Regions from separate parts of the Rattus norvegicus genome. Here region 1 is linked to region 2. A link is a contact called in public Hi-C data. All regions are on one chromosome and are shown on one strand. The core of a region is the stretch at or near the end of the contact, and the rest is flanking DNA. Distances in the headings are between cores, read along the strand shown. Region 1 holds the start of Ttc38 (tetratricopeptide repeat domain 38). Region 2 overlaps LOC134479761.

Region 1 (6,978 bases), core at 3,566-6,065, 220 kb before region 2:
TTTAATTGACCTCGCACTTATTAACACAGTCTCTCAATGAACCCGGATCTTATCAAATCAGCCAGACTGGTGGGGCCAGTGAGCTCCAAGGTCTGCCTGCTCCTCCTCCATGGCCTGTGGGTTTCAGTACACATCACCATGCCCGGTTTTTCGCCCGGGGGTGGGGGGTGGGGGGGTGGACATCTAAACTCAGATCCTTAAACCTGTGTGGCAGGCACCTTATCAGCTGAGCCATCTCTTCAGTCCAGAAAAGGAGGCTTAACCAACTGCTGAGGACAATTTGCTCTGACACCATGGGGCATCTGAGAACTCCACCTCGCTTGCCCATGCAGGCAGAGAGACTTCCCTGGAGGATTGTGGGAATGGAGGCAAAGAATGATCTGGATGGTAGATAGAGGTGTAGAAACCCTGTGCGTGTGTGGTGTGTGTGTGTGTGTGTGTGTGTGTGTGTGTGTGTGTGTGTGTGTATGTATGTATATATGTATATGTATATGCATATGTATACATATATATCCTAAAGACTTGTATGTTAAAGGCTAGGTATCTCAGACTGTGCTGTTGGGAGGTAGAGCAACCTCCCAGAGTTTTGGCCTGGTGGTCTTAAATTAGGTCACTGGGAGCATGCCTTTGAATGATTCCTAATAGGAGCACACCTTGGGCCCTTCTTGACTTTCCAGGCTGCTATGAGATGAGTATATAACCACCAGAAAGTACTGCCTTACCATAGCCTCACAGGCCATAGTGTAGGTTCCCATAGACCTCTGAAACCATAAGCCAAAATTAACCTTTCTTCTTTATAAATGTATTGTCTCAGGTATTTTGTTACAACAACAGAGAGCTGATGAACACAGCAAGAAGCAAAAGGGTCGATTGTTTTCTTCTCACTCCTGGGTGTTGTGATTAAAAATAATAACCACGTTAATAAACCATAATAAGCTATTCTGAACCCTGGACCAGGAACCCTTGCTAAATATTTCTTCATTCAGCATTCAGTTTGGGTCAGAGCAACAGGCCTGTGAGATGCTCACTCAAGCTCTGAGGCATCGCCTTGCACAGACTTGGAGTCCCAACCCCCAGCCCAGGGAGGCCTCTCACCCCTTGGCAAACATCTCCACCGCAGACACATGCAGCCGCTCCCGGGGCGTCAGAGTCTGGGTTTGAGAAAATTCCACCATGGTCTTCACAGCCAGGTCCAGGTCTTTGTCCAGCTTCACGGAGGTTCCCGTGCCAATGAGCACAAGGCCGTTAGAGATGGCAAGGCCCATGGCTGACAGAAGATTGGAAAATAGCTGGTCACCCAGCCCAGCCCAGCCCAGCCCAGCCCAGCCCAGCCCAGCCCAGCCCAGCCCAGTCCTGCCCTGCCTAGCCCCACATCCTATGAGGTTCGCTATCAAGACCTGTTTGCACTGTGTGCAAGGTAACGGCTGCAGCAGAACTTCTCAAGTAACTAAAGTTACTTTTTAACTGAGCTTTCTGTTGAACCCCAAGATCTGAGGTGCTTCCCTCTGCCCTCAGGAGCCTGGCAGATACTACGAACCGGTTCATCAGCTGGTATAAGCAGCCTGGGCCTCCTGGGATGGCCAGTTAATGCTGTTCGGGGGAACAGAGTCAACAATCCCTGAGGCCCAGACTCTGATGCTGTCTTGCTGTGGCCCTCACACATGATGGTGCAGTGGATGAAGGTGTGAGGTTCTCTACCCATGCTTCCCAGCCTCCTCTTGAGAAAGATGGAGTGTCCCCTAGTGTGCAGAACGAAATCACTGACATTGACCTGGCAGAAAGAACCATAATGCTAGGATAGCCCTACCCCAGCTCCGGGACCCTGCTCACAGCCTGAGTCCACTCTGACCACTAGCTGTCCCTGTGGCTGCATGGCTTGCCCTGGCTTTAGTGGGGCTACGTTGCTGCAGGTGTTAAGAACACCCCTAACCTCTGTCTCCCTTTCATAGTCTTCTCAAATTCCAGGAACTCACCCAACACATGCGCCACCCATCCAGGGTTCTGAAACGTACTCAACTGACCTCTCCCAGCCCAATACATGCAAGGCTCTCCCGTGAGCCAGCCTCTGTCCCCCATTTCCTTTCTGCTTTAGTGGCTCTGGAGGTATCATGAGTCCTGAGACCCCTGACAAAGGTTTTGGGAGCCATCTCTTGGGTTCTAGGATTCTGGGCTTTAGAGCCAGCTAGACTTAGGTATGTGTCTCACTTTCACGGAGCCTCGTTTCCTCGTCTGAGAACTAGAGGTGGCATTTTACGTCAAATCGACAACAGTTAGAAAAAAGATCCAGGATAGCAGTTCTCAACCCGTGGGTGTAGCCCCTTTGGGGGATGAATGACCCTTTCACAGGGGTCACCTAAGGCTATCAGAAAACAGGCATTTATGCTATGATTCCTAATAGGAACACGCTTAAACAGTTAGGAAGCAGCAACGGAATAATTTTAGAGCTGGAAAGCGTAACACACGAAGCTGCCTGAAAGGGTAGCGACATTAGGAAGGTTGAGAACCACGGGCCTAGAGCCTTCTCTAGAAATGGCGTCCTCACAGGGGCAGCCGTAGTTCCAAATGCAAAGGTAGCTGTCATCGTTCACCACTCTGGATGGTGTCAACTCAGCCAAGTGGCAATTTGAGTGAGTCCCTAGCATCAGGGAGTGTGACAGACGCTTCTGCACCAGGGGAGAGCTTTACTCACCGAAGGTTGGATCTGCTGCCTTAAGCTTTGACAAGCAGCCCTCGATGCCACCAAGACTCTTGTCATTGGTCCACTTGACGTACTGGAAGGAGAAATGCAGAACCAATCTGTCCTTGTGACTCTGAGTATCAGTGAGGGCATGCATCTAAACTCAGATTAATTAGTTAATTAATTATTGGTCAGGGGTGCTGGAGATCAAACTCAGTCTCACACAGCTCTACTACCGAGGGTCTCCTGGACCTGAGTTATTTTTTCTTTCTAGAACACTGAACGTTTTCTGGACCCTAATTCAAAAGAGGTATAACTTCGTGGGTCTTCTAGGAAGAGGCTACACGTTTGGATGGCACTTCCTAGGCCTAGGGATGCTCACTCCTAGTAAAGAACTGTGGGAGAGCAGGCCCTTCCCAAGAGATGAAGTGTGGTGCCTCTCCTTCTTCAGCACTAAGAGGAGCCCTAGAGTCCACTTACACAATCCTTGCTTCCTTTCTCTCAGAAATAACTCCTAACCTGGGTATGGTGGCTTACACCCATAATCCCAGAGACTGAGTAAGGCCGATTGCTGTAGGTCCCAAGCCAGTCTGGGCTACAGTAGAAACCAACGGAGGAAAGACAATGGCCAGTGTTCCTTACATTTAGCGATGTGAAGGCAGGAAGATGGAGAGGCCAGCCTTTGTTTTCTATTTGTATCTTCAGATGCAGGCACACCTTGGCCCTGCCTCTGACATAGTGGGTAACGTTTAACACGTTAGTTCAGTTCTCTGAGTCTCTGTTATCCCATCTGGGTTCATCCCATCTTGGACCTTCCTTCTGAGACCCTGCCCCATCTCCTGTAAGCTCCCAAGTCTCTGAACTATAGGATAATCCACTGCTGTAGAAGTGTCTGGGGATGGGTAGAAAGCCTTGGTCCAGCTAACTCGATAAGAGCTTCAGAACACCCCGTGCCTTTATGGCAGAGCCCACAGCAAACCCTCAGCAGGCCATAGTGGGATATCTGTCGGGGGAACTATTTTCAGGCCCCCTTGGGGTATCCATTGCTGTCCACCTTTGAACTGGGAACCTTGAGGACAGGGCTGCTGGGACTAGCAGAGATGCTTCACATATTGTTGGACCTCTGTGGCAATGGGTAGCTCTTCACTGCAGTGGGATTTACAGACCACTCACCCATCAAAAGCCTTCCCTAGAGCCCTTCAAGGAGAACCATGAGTCTCTTGGGCCAGCATACCTGGGTCAAGGTGGCATCGAACAGCTTGCAGGCTTCATTGCTTGTGGTTGAGAGTGGGAGCCCAGCATCCTTCCACGCCTACACAACAGGAAAGGGACACCGGGTTTTCCTGGGCTGAGCCCCCAAACCCTTGGTTACTACTCTGCAAAATACCTTAAACACTTACCAAGTGTCAGCCAGAAGACTGACACCTAATAGCCCTTGGTAGGAGGTCAGAGTTCAAATGTGTAACTTAAAGGATGTGTGGCTTGTCACAGGCCTAGCAAGGTGTGTACTACCTGCCGACACTTGGCATCTCCTCTCCCACTGCTTGGGGGCTGGGGGTGTGTGTCCCACCAAGCTTGCAGTTGGGAAACTGCAGATTACTATAGCTGCCCTCGGTGACCCGATGACCGTCAGGGTGCACAGTGCCCGTGTCACCCTTGGGCGTGGGACATGCCCTTAAGTCCTGGCAAGCAAAAAATTGCACTTTCCAGGACTTGGAAATCAGGTGGCTGTGGCAAGTCCACTGGCTGCTCCTACCTTCAATCTTCCTAGTCTGAAAAATGAGCTCAAAGCCCGGGCCCTGGGTGGCTTCAAATGAACCGTTCCCTGGATTCAAACCCAGTTCACAAGCTTCCACTGGTGCACCTGACCGGGAACCAGAGTCCCCTCCACCCTGGGCTGCATATGTACAGCAAGCTCAGGTTAAGGTTCCCTGCCTGATTCCGGGTGACCTACAAGTTTGATCTCGACTGCTGCTCGGCGCTGAGCCAACTCCCGGACCGAGGAGAACCCAACCGAACCGGTGCGCGTACCTGGCAGTCTCTCAGTGACATGATTATAGATTTGGTCTGTAGGGTGACAGCACCGGTCAAAGCTTTTGGAGTTTCTGAGGTCCGCTGGGGAACTGGGGGTGTTATTGATTGCGGAAGGGGGCGGGGCGCAGCGAGGGCGGCCGCGCTATCCTGATCTCTCATTGGTGGCTTGGGATGCACATGCGCAGCTCAGCTCAGGGGCAGACAACTCTGAACCACAAGATCCCTGGAGGGTGTGGAAGGTGTGGGTGTAGGTGTGGGTGTGGGAGGAAGGGGAGGAGGAATGGGTGGGGGTAAAGAGTATGGGAGGGTATACCGGGTCGTATTTCCCTGGTGAGGTGCTCAAAACTAGACTGGCAGCTGCAGCCTCTGCTCACATGGGTAGAGGTGCCCAGCTTAGGTTTAAATTGCCAATATCTTCCTTGTTCATCGGATGGCGTGGGTGCTCGTGGTTTAGCCTCTCCCATTCTCCTTCACCGGGCCAAAGGGAACCCTGGGAGCCCTGGGTCAATCCCTGGAGCCTCATACACCGTAGTTAAGAGCTATGCCACTGAGTTGCATTGCCCCAGTTTTGAGTTGCTAAATCTCACTAAATTGCTCAGGTTAGTCTTAGATCAGCTTGTAGCTGAGGCAGGTCTCGAACTTTCAATCCTCTTGCCTCGAGTTGTCCGCATTACAGACTTGTCGAACCAGTCCTGGCCATTACTTGAAAGTTTTAGGAAGCCTTCCTCCACCTGCCCAGTCTCAGACACTCACAGCTCAGTCTTCATCGATGAGCTTCACCCATCACTCTCGGCTGCTCCTTCCTCTAGGGCTTAGAATATAACAAAGCTCCCCTTCCTCCCTGTAGGAGCTTCCAGACATTTTGTGGGAGTCAGCTGAGCAGCGAGGGTGGAGGGGTTGGAAAGTTTACAATGCTATTGCTAAGTGAAAGAAATCACACACACACACACACACACACACACACACACACACACACACACACCTCCTCTTCATCACCACCACTATCATCAGGTATAAACATACAGAATACCATGTCCGAAGAGACAAAAGGCAGACGTCTGGGGGCCAGGGTAGGGGAGGATAAAAATAACTGTCAATGCTGGGAGGGTTTTCTTTTTGGGTAACAAGATAATTGGCTGTAAAACCTTGAGTTTGAACTTAACACCATGTAGCTTACCCTTCCAAATGGGTTGCTTTTTTTGTGAGTATTCCTTCAATAAAGACACTGTTGTGATGAATACAGTCGAATTCTCCGTTCCCTTCTCATTTCTCACGCTCTGGTGTCAACCAGGACCATCATTTCGGAGAAGAATCTGGAGGCTGTGAAGCTGGAGTGATCCAGAACCCAAACTATCAGCATCCCATTCCCACACAAACAGGAGGCCCCAAAACGCCGTGAAGAAGCCAAGGAACTGAATGGTACACAATATTGTATGTGCCTGGCCCTTTAAATGACCCCTTTGCTCTCTGTTGACAGTCTAGCTCTAGGACTGCTGGGGACAGAAGAGGCTACAAAAAGTCAATGGAGGCTGAGAGAAAGGAGAGAGAATAGGATTGGGGAGTAGACAGGGGTAGGGTCCAGAAGACAGAAGAATCAGAGAAGACAGTTGTTGACACAGGAAGAAAGAAGACTGAGTATGGCTGGAGAAGAGGAGAGGGGAGAGGAGAGGAAGAGAGAAAATAAGAGACAGTTGAAAGTGAATTGGACTGGCTGGCTGAGAAGACAGTTGATGACAGTCGAGCCAGGAGAAACTGAGTTGAGCCAGGAGAAGCCAAGCTGAGCCATAGAAGATATTGCGAGCAGAGAGATCAAAGAAGGACCCACCAGGAACCCACAAACAAAGTAGCTAAAATTTAAACAACAGAAAGCAACATTGACAGAAAGCCAGAGCTGGGGGAGGTGGCTCAGTGGGAAGGGTGCTTGCTGCAAAGACAGAGTTGCAATTAATTGTCCCAAGCTGTTCTCTGATTCACACCTGCAAGCGTTTGACTGACTCCTCCCTTCCCCTTCCACAAAACAAAACAAGTCATAGAAGCCTTTAAGGAGACCAGTGAGGGCCTGGGTTTCTCTTGCTTTCTTCAGACACAGACTGAAGAGGCAGCGGAGGGCCACTGGAGAGGCGGCACCACTACCACTATACATCCCCATTGAATAGCAGGAGCTTCCTGAGGGCCTCTGGCCTGCACCTCTGGGCCCAGAAGCTGCTGTATGATGGTGACCGTAGCTCTCAGGCAGAAGAAGCAGGAACATGGCTGTGGTGGGAAGG
Region 2 (6,491 bases), core at 1,504-4,003:
CCGGGTGCCATGGAAACAGCGCAGGCCACCTGTCTTGTCCAGCCCCCGCTTTCTGCCCAGTTGCTTTCTCAGTCGCTTCAGACCTCCTGCTGCACTGGCCCTGCCCCAGCTGCCCTCGTCCCACCCCCTCACTAGCTAGGCTGGGTGCAGAGACAGCCAAGGGTTTCAGGGGCCCTGGGGATCGCACAGATCCTGGGATTAGCTCCGGCACCCTCAGCACCCAATCGGTTGACTGCTTGCTGCCTGCAGGGCAACTCAAGAGTCCAGCACAGAAATCCTTTACCTGGGACCTCCGCCCTGAACGGAGGAGGATTTCCTGTACGTAGGAGGAAGGCTGTGGGGTCCCTCAAAGGCTCCACAGCTTCATTAAAACTGCAGCACCAGGGGCTGGAGAGATGGAGCAACAGTCAGGAGCACCCGTCGCTGTTCCAGAGGACCCAGGTTCAATTCCCAGCCCCTATATGCTAGCTCACAAGTGCCTTTGCCTCAGTCCTAAGGGATCTGGTGCCCTCTTCTGGCCACTATGGGCACTGCACATACATGGTGCATGGATATAAATGCAGACAAAAATCAATGAAACAAATAAACAAAAAGCCCATCTGCCCCAGCCTCTGATTTTCTCCTGTTCTTTTGAAATCTCCAATCATTCATTAAGATCAGCCTGAAGTCCCAGGCACAAGACATCTAATTCTTGTCCCCAACAACACTTCCTGACCGCTAGTGTATCCTAGGTTTTTCTCCAATAAGTAAGTAACCCGTGTGATAGACCTGACCTTGGACCTACCTGTGTCCACACACTCCCTCAGTGGGTCTCAGTATAACCAAGACAGGACCAATCTCTTCTAGATTTATTTTCAGGGTGCATGGACATTCTCCAGGTAGGATTTGGGGAAAGATGGCAAGCACAGGAAGTTCTGTGGTTGGGAGAAGTTGGAAGGCAGAATTTCACTCCCCCTGGGGCAATGAGAGAAGCCTGTGCTCATTCTAGGAGAAGTCCCCTGACCCAGGCAGAGGAGGACCCACCCATGTGACCCCAAAAGCACCAGCCTGTCAGTGCCTGTGTTCTCAGATGTCTTTTTCAAGGGATGCTTATTTGCTCCATTCTCCAGATGAGAAATATCAAGGCTCCAAGAGTGTCCCGTAGTATCGTCGTCACTGGGCCAGTGGTTAGGGAACTCTCCTGATCGCCTTTAGCACATCTCCCCACCCCAAGCTGTCCTTAGAGTTCCCTCCCCACCCCTGATCATGTGGCCAATCATGTCATCCGGGTGTGTATCATTAGACAGCAGGGTACAGCTTGGTGTGCCTAATGTATTTTGCAGGCAGGGACGTGGGCTGGAGAGGGTCAGGGCTTGGTGACTCTGCCCTGCATTTTCCCAGCCCCTCTCATGTCATTTTGTTTCAGCTTTTGAAATATCTACTTTGTCTACCTGGAAGCTGCTGGCTTCGGGCACGACTGTCCCTTCTGCCTGCTCAGTCCAAGCCAGCCTTGTCACCTCCCTGCAGCGGTCACTGGACAGGCACTGTCTGCCTTGGCTGGGCTCCTGGGTGGCCAGGAGGCTCTTGGAAAGCCCTCTTCATTCCCACTCATGGAGCTCTGAAGCCCTTTTCCGGAATGGCTTCCCGATGAGGTAATGCTTCTTGCAGACGGGAGGAGGTCCTGGAGAATGGCAGCCAGTGGCCTCCTTGCCTGGGCGACCTGCCCAAGGCACAAAATGAACCCTTTTTGGTGGCTGAAAGGAAGACCAGGCCCTAGACTCCAGACCTTCATTCATCTCCCAGCCTTGAGCTGGGACTATCCCAGGGCTGGGCTGAGCTTGCAGCCTTACAGTTCTCTTCCCTGCCTCTCAGCTGAGGGGAAACTGAGGCCCGAAGGGGTAGGGGGTTGGTTACTCTCAGAGCTCCAGCAGGAATCCACAGTTACTTCTATTTGACACTCTGAGGGACAAAGAAATCCTCCTGGGTCACCCGCTTGGGTCTGAGAGTAGTCTCTAGCTATGCTTCTATGTTGGAGCTGGGTGGATGCTGGCCCAGAGGACAGCTGCTGGGTTATCCACTCTCCGCTCTATAACCTGAGGGAGAGAGAAGCTGGAGAGACAGACACTACGCCAGGAACGTCCTTGTTTCCTCACTCCTACCGTATGCCTGCCAGGCCTCGCACTGGCGATGGGGTCCCTAATACCCACATGGTCCAGAAACACCCACACCTCAGGCTTGGAAAACAATATGAAACTTCTCACTTCCGAAGCTGGTGGCCACAGTGCCCGGAGCCTGGGGCTGGCACCGGAAGACCTTCAGGACTAGATAACAGCTGTCTTTCTCCAGCCCTGCAGGACCCCAGTGCTTGGTGGGATTGAGACGCAGGCTGGAAGATGACTCCATGAAGCAAGCAGGCCTAGCGTCTGCAGGCCCAGCTGGCCCTGTCCCCGATTTGGATTTATTGCGCAATGTTATCCAAGCCCCCCTGTCCTGGCCGGGTCTCAATCTCTCCATCTGCAGACAGGAGGAGGGCAGGAGAGGCCTCAACTGGACTCCAGAGCGCCCCAGGTCTGGCGGCCCAGACCTGCAGCTGTGTGGGCGCAGCCTCTCCGGGCAGGAAGTTAATTTCCGCGTTGGAGGCAATGCCTGAAGTGGGCCCAGTGCTCTGCATGTTCCGATGAGGGCCGGGCTGGTGAAGTCATGTGGGAGGTAGCAGCAGAGGCAGGATCCAAGCCAAGATTTCTCTGCTGGCCTGGAGTGACCTTGTTCAGCCTCCTTTGCTCTCTAGCCCCCACCTCTCTGGTCTACACAAAGCTCTGGCTCTACAAGGGAAGACAGGTCCTCTTGGAAGGTGGGCCTGCACCCTCTTCTGCCCCCTGGTGGCTGTGAGGACATACGGCAGTTCAGTCAGGGTTTTGGACGCTACAGGGCTATCATCCACCCAGAACCAGACACTCACAGACAGATACCCACAGGGTCGCTGGAATACACGGGGATACAGACACCCACAGAGCCACAGACACCCACAGTACCACAAGAACTCACAGAACTGGGAACCTACAGGGTCACTGACCATCAGAGTCACAATGACCCACAGGACCTTGGGCACCTACATGATGGGCACTATAGGGTTGGGGTACCAATGCTGGGAGCTCTGGTTTTAACACCCCCCCACAGGAGGATGTCCCTGCCACCTATGTCTGAGGAGTGTGCAGTACAGGTCAGGAGTGGTTAGGGCCTGCAGGAAATGACTCAAAGATGGGAACAATGTTGAGAGAGATAAGTGTTCACCCACCTGTCAGCACCCTCTGGCGCTTCAGGCTGTAGTGGTGGGAGGTGGACAGGATGCTGAAGTGCATGTCTTTTAACTCCCAGCAGTGGCAGTGAAGAGAAGGGCTCAGTTTGCTGGTTCTTCCCACTGTCTCCCGAGCCAGAAGCGGCATCATGGGACAAGACGGGTCCACTAGCCTTGGCCTGATCTCACAGCAGCAGGCTTTCAGAATCAAGGACAATTTCTCTGAAGTCCGCAAGTGCTGAAGACTGTAGGGTTATATCAGCCAGGTTGGCCAGCCCAGTCTGGCTCCTAGGGACCTAGCACCTTCAATGTCATCATCAGAGACGGGACAGACTGGTCAGTCTTTAGAATGTGCCAGAAGGCTGGGGAGATGGCTCAGCCAGTAAGAGCTACTCTTCCAGAGGACCCAGGTTTAATTCCCAGCACATTCGTGGCCTCTTACTACTACCTGTAATCGCAGTCCCAGGAGATCTGACGCCCTCTTCTGGTCTCTTCAGGTACTGAACACACAGAGTGCAAATAAAACACCCATATACATAAAAAAATGAAATATTTTAAAAAGATAATTTCCAAGCATCGCTCAAATGCTTTTCCAGAATGTTCACCCCTCCAGCCCCCCTTTTCCTTCTCCCACCCCCCAAATCCTGTCGGGGTCCTATGGCCAAACCTCTTCCCCCCCCCCCCCCGACCCTCACCAGGATACCTGGCTCATGGAATGACAGGGCCCCAGAGTGCCATCATGTTAGAACTTGAATGGTCAATGCCGATAGGGGCCAAGTATCCATTGCACTGGTAGATAAACTGAGGCTGCAGCAGAGGACCTGGTAAGGCCCAGAACTAGCCAGACACAGACCTGGAACTGGGATGGACACAGAATCCAGGGGTAGTCACCAGTCCAGAGGGATACTGGCACTGTGTTACTGGATCTCCAGAGGAAGGTTTGAGGACTGAGCTAGTCTGGAACATACTCCATACCTCTCACCCTGCTACCCTGACTGATGAGACAGGGCTGATAGAAAGAGAGGACCAGGGTGAAGAGTCAGAACTTTCCATGTTCAAGTCCAGAGGACTGGGAGTCTGATACTGGTGTCTGAGGGTCCAGCAGGAGTAAAGCTCTATGTCACACACCCCCTTGTCTGACGTCCCCCTTTCTAACCTTCTAAAGAAGAGATACTTGGGGATTGAGAATGTCATTATTTGGGTCTATAGAGGAAGCCATGCCCTCAGCAGATGCTCTGGTGTAGAAAGACAGCATGGTATGACCAGCAGAAGGAATCAGCCTGGTAGGCTGTGTACCAGAGCAGGGTACACAGGGATGGGGGCAATCGCCCAATTCCTTTCCAGGCCTCTCCCCACCTCAGCTGTGCGTCACAGTAATGAACAGTAATCCCAACCTCTCTGTACTTCATCACCACAGTCTTTCCTTCCCAGAAGACAACGGATTAACACACACAGAGAAGGGACAGGAGATAGTCTAGCAATCATAGAAGATATTGTCGTTGCTGCTGACATTATTACATTGGTGCTGAGGAGAGGGATTCAAGGTGAACAAGATACGACCTAAGCTCTTAGGAGTTGACTGGGCTGAGGGGTGGACATGTCAGCCCTCCTGGGAAGCCTGGTATAGGAAGTGACTCACACCAGGGGCGTTGGGGACAAGCTTCCTAGACCAGCATTGTGTAACCAATAAGGATAGGAGACAAATGGAAAACTCTATCCATTGGAGCACACCAGGGCCTACACCAGGGCCTTCGCCAGGGCTGGATCAGGCAGATGCAGTCTGAGGGCTGGTGGCTGACGGGAACCATCTCTTTGTGAGCTTTGGCCCATGGACCCGGTATAGACAAGTGTCAGGGCCCCAGACAGCCTGTGGAGTATACGTTACCATGCCCTGGCCTGCATCCTCTACTCCAGTCCAGGGCACCCAACAGAATCAGAGCTGCACAGGTGTCAGAGGACCTAAGATGCTGCACGCAAGTCTGAAAGCCCAGAAGTTCTTGTCTGGGGTTCAACCAAGTCTTATAATTCAGCAGGGTGGTGGGGGCATACACGTTTAATCCCAGCACTTGGGAGGCAGAGGCAGGTGGCGCTCATTCTGGTCTACAGAGTGAGTTCAGGGAGAGTCAGGGTTGCACAGAGAAACTCTGTCTTGAAAAACAAAGAAACACAAAAAAGAAAAACAACAACAAAAACCTCAGAATTCTGGGACCGGCTATTCTTCTAGAAGACCTGGGTTTAATTCCCAGCACCCACAGGTAACTCAGGCCTGTCTGTTACTCCAGTTCCAAGGCTTCTGACACCCTCACACAGACATAGATGCAGGCAAAACACCAGGAAGCATAAAAATGAAAAGATCTCATAATTCTAAGATGATGACCAGGACCCCTTAAAGGTGGGCTTTGTGGTACTGCTTACTGGCTTGCTCCCACACCTGGTACCCAGGGAGGCCAGAAGGTGGTGTGATCCTTCTGGAACTGGGGTTGCAGGCAGTTGTGAGCCACCCTTTGGGTGTGGGGAGCTGACCCTGGCTCCTCTGGAAGAGTAGGAAATACTCTTAACTGCTGAGCCATCTGTCTAGCCCGAGTGTTCCTGATTATAAATGGTCTGTTGTTGGCCATGGGAGTAGTCAGGTTTTCATGTAACCTCTGGGGCTCCATCAGCCAGGTCCCTCACTGATGGCAACTGCCCTGTTTGTTCTTAGGACAGGAATGGATGTCATCAGTTCATTCTACAATTGGAAATACTGAGAGACAGGGAGGTCATCATGGGCAAGCCAGCATGTGGCTGTAGGTGAGGCAGCAGCGGGACCTGGGGCAGGATGTGTGGGGGACACCAGGAGGCTGGGTGCTAACTGAGGGAGAAGGTCTTGAGACAACAATGTTGGAACTGGATCTGACAGGGCCAGGAGAACAACTGGCCCTCAGCTGTGTGCCCGGTAGAGATTCTGGTTGTGGGATCTAGGAGCAGAACTGGGAAGTTGAGGGGGAGGGGACTGTCATCTTCACAGAGGGTCATGGCCCACAATGGCCTTGAGTGGCCTCCAGTCTGATGGGGTAGCCAGACTGCGGGGTGCCAGGAAACAAGGCCGGCCCTGTTTGTTCAACTGTTGGGCCAGCGCTGAAGTCCTAACCTGGACCTGGTCTCTCTGGAGTTAACACATGCACTCCTGTCCTCCTCACAGAGCATGCTCAGTCAGTGACTACTCCTGGGCAGATAG

The links. Hi-C and Micro-C count contacts between places; a contact is called where the count stands out from the background.
Region 1: a contact with region 2 is called in a Hi-C map of psoas muscle, with 4 times the contacts expected there. The contact joins the promoter of Ttc38 here to the enhancer-like site in region 2. A contact is called at or near these places in 8 of 12 Hi-C or Micro-C datasets (the A7r5 cell line, the Rat2 cell line, frontal cortex and 5 more).

What each region holds. Positions count from the first base shown.
Region 1 is chr7:118,802,992-118,809,969 of GRCr8, reverse strand. Ttc38 (tetratricopeptide repeat domain 38) reads right to left here and starts at 4,815. Exons shown (of 14, transcript NM_001130499.1): 1 at 4,709-4,815; 2 at 3,912-3,989; 3 at 2,690-2,771; 4 at 1,096-1,267. The coding sequence starts at 4,729.
Region 2 is chr7:118,586,078-118,592,568 of GRCr8, reverse strand. It overlaps LOC134479761, which reads left to right. Exons shown (of 4, transcript XR_010053455.1): 3 at 1,406-1,631; 4 at 2,326-3,840. LOC102554082 (a long non-coding RNA gene) reads right to left here. Exons shown (of 5, transcript XR_010053457.1): 4 at 3,275-3,774; 5 at 834-2,862. Among named protein-coding and RNA genes, the nearest start is that of Wnt7b, 34 kb to the right of the region's middle. Within about 2 kb of position 2,753, at least 65 of the 93 cell types and tissues checked have an H3K27ac peak or open chromatin away from gene starts, as enhancers often do. A contact at or near this core is called in kidney and liver, where this site is marked.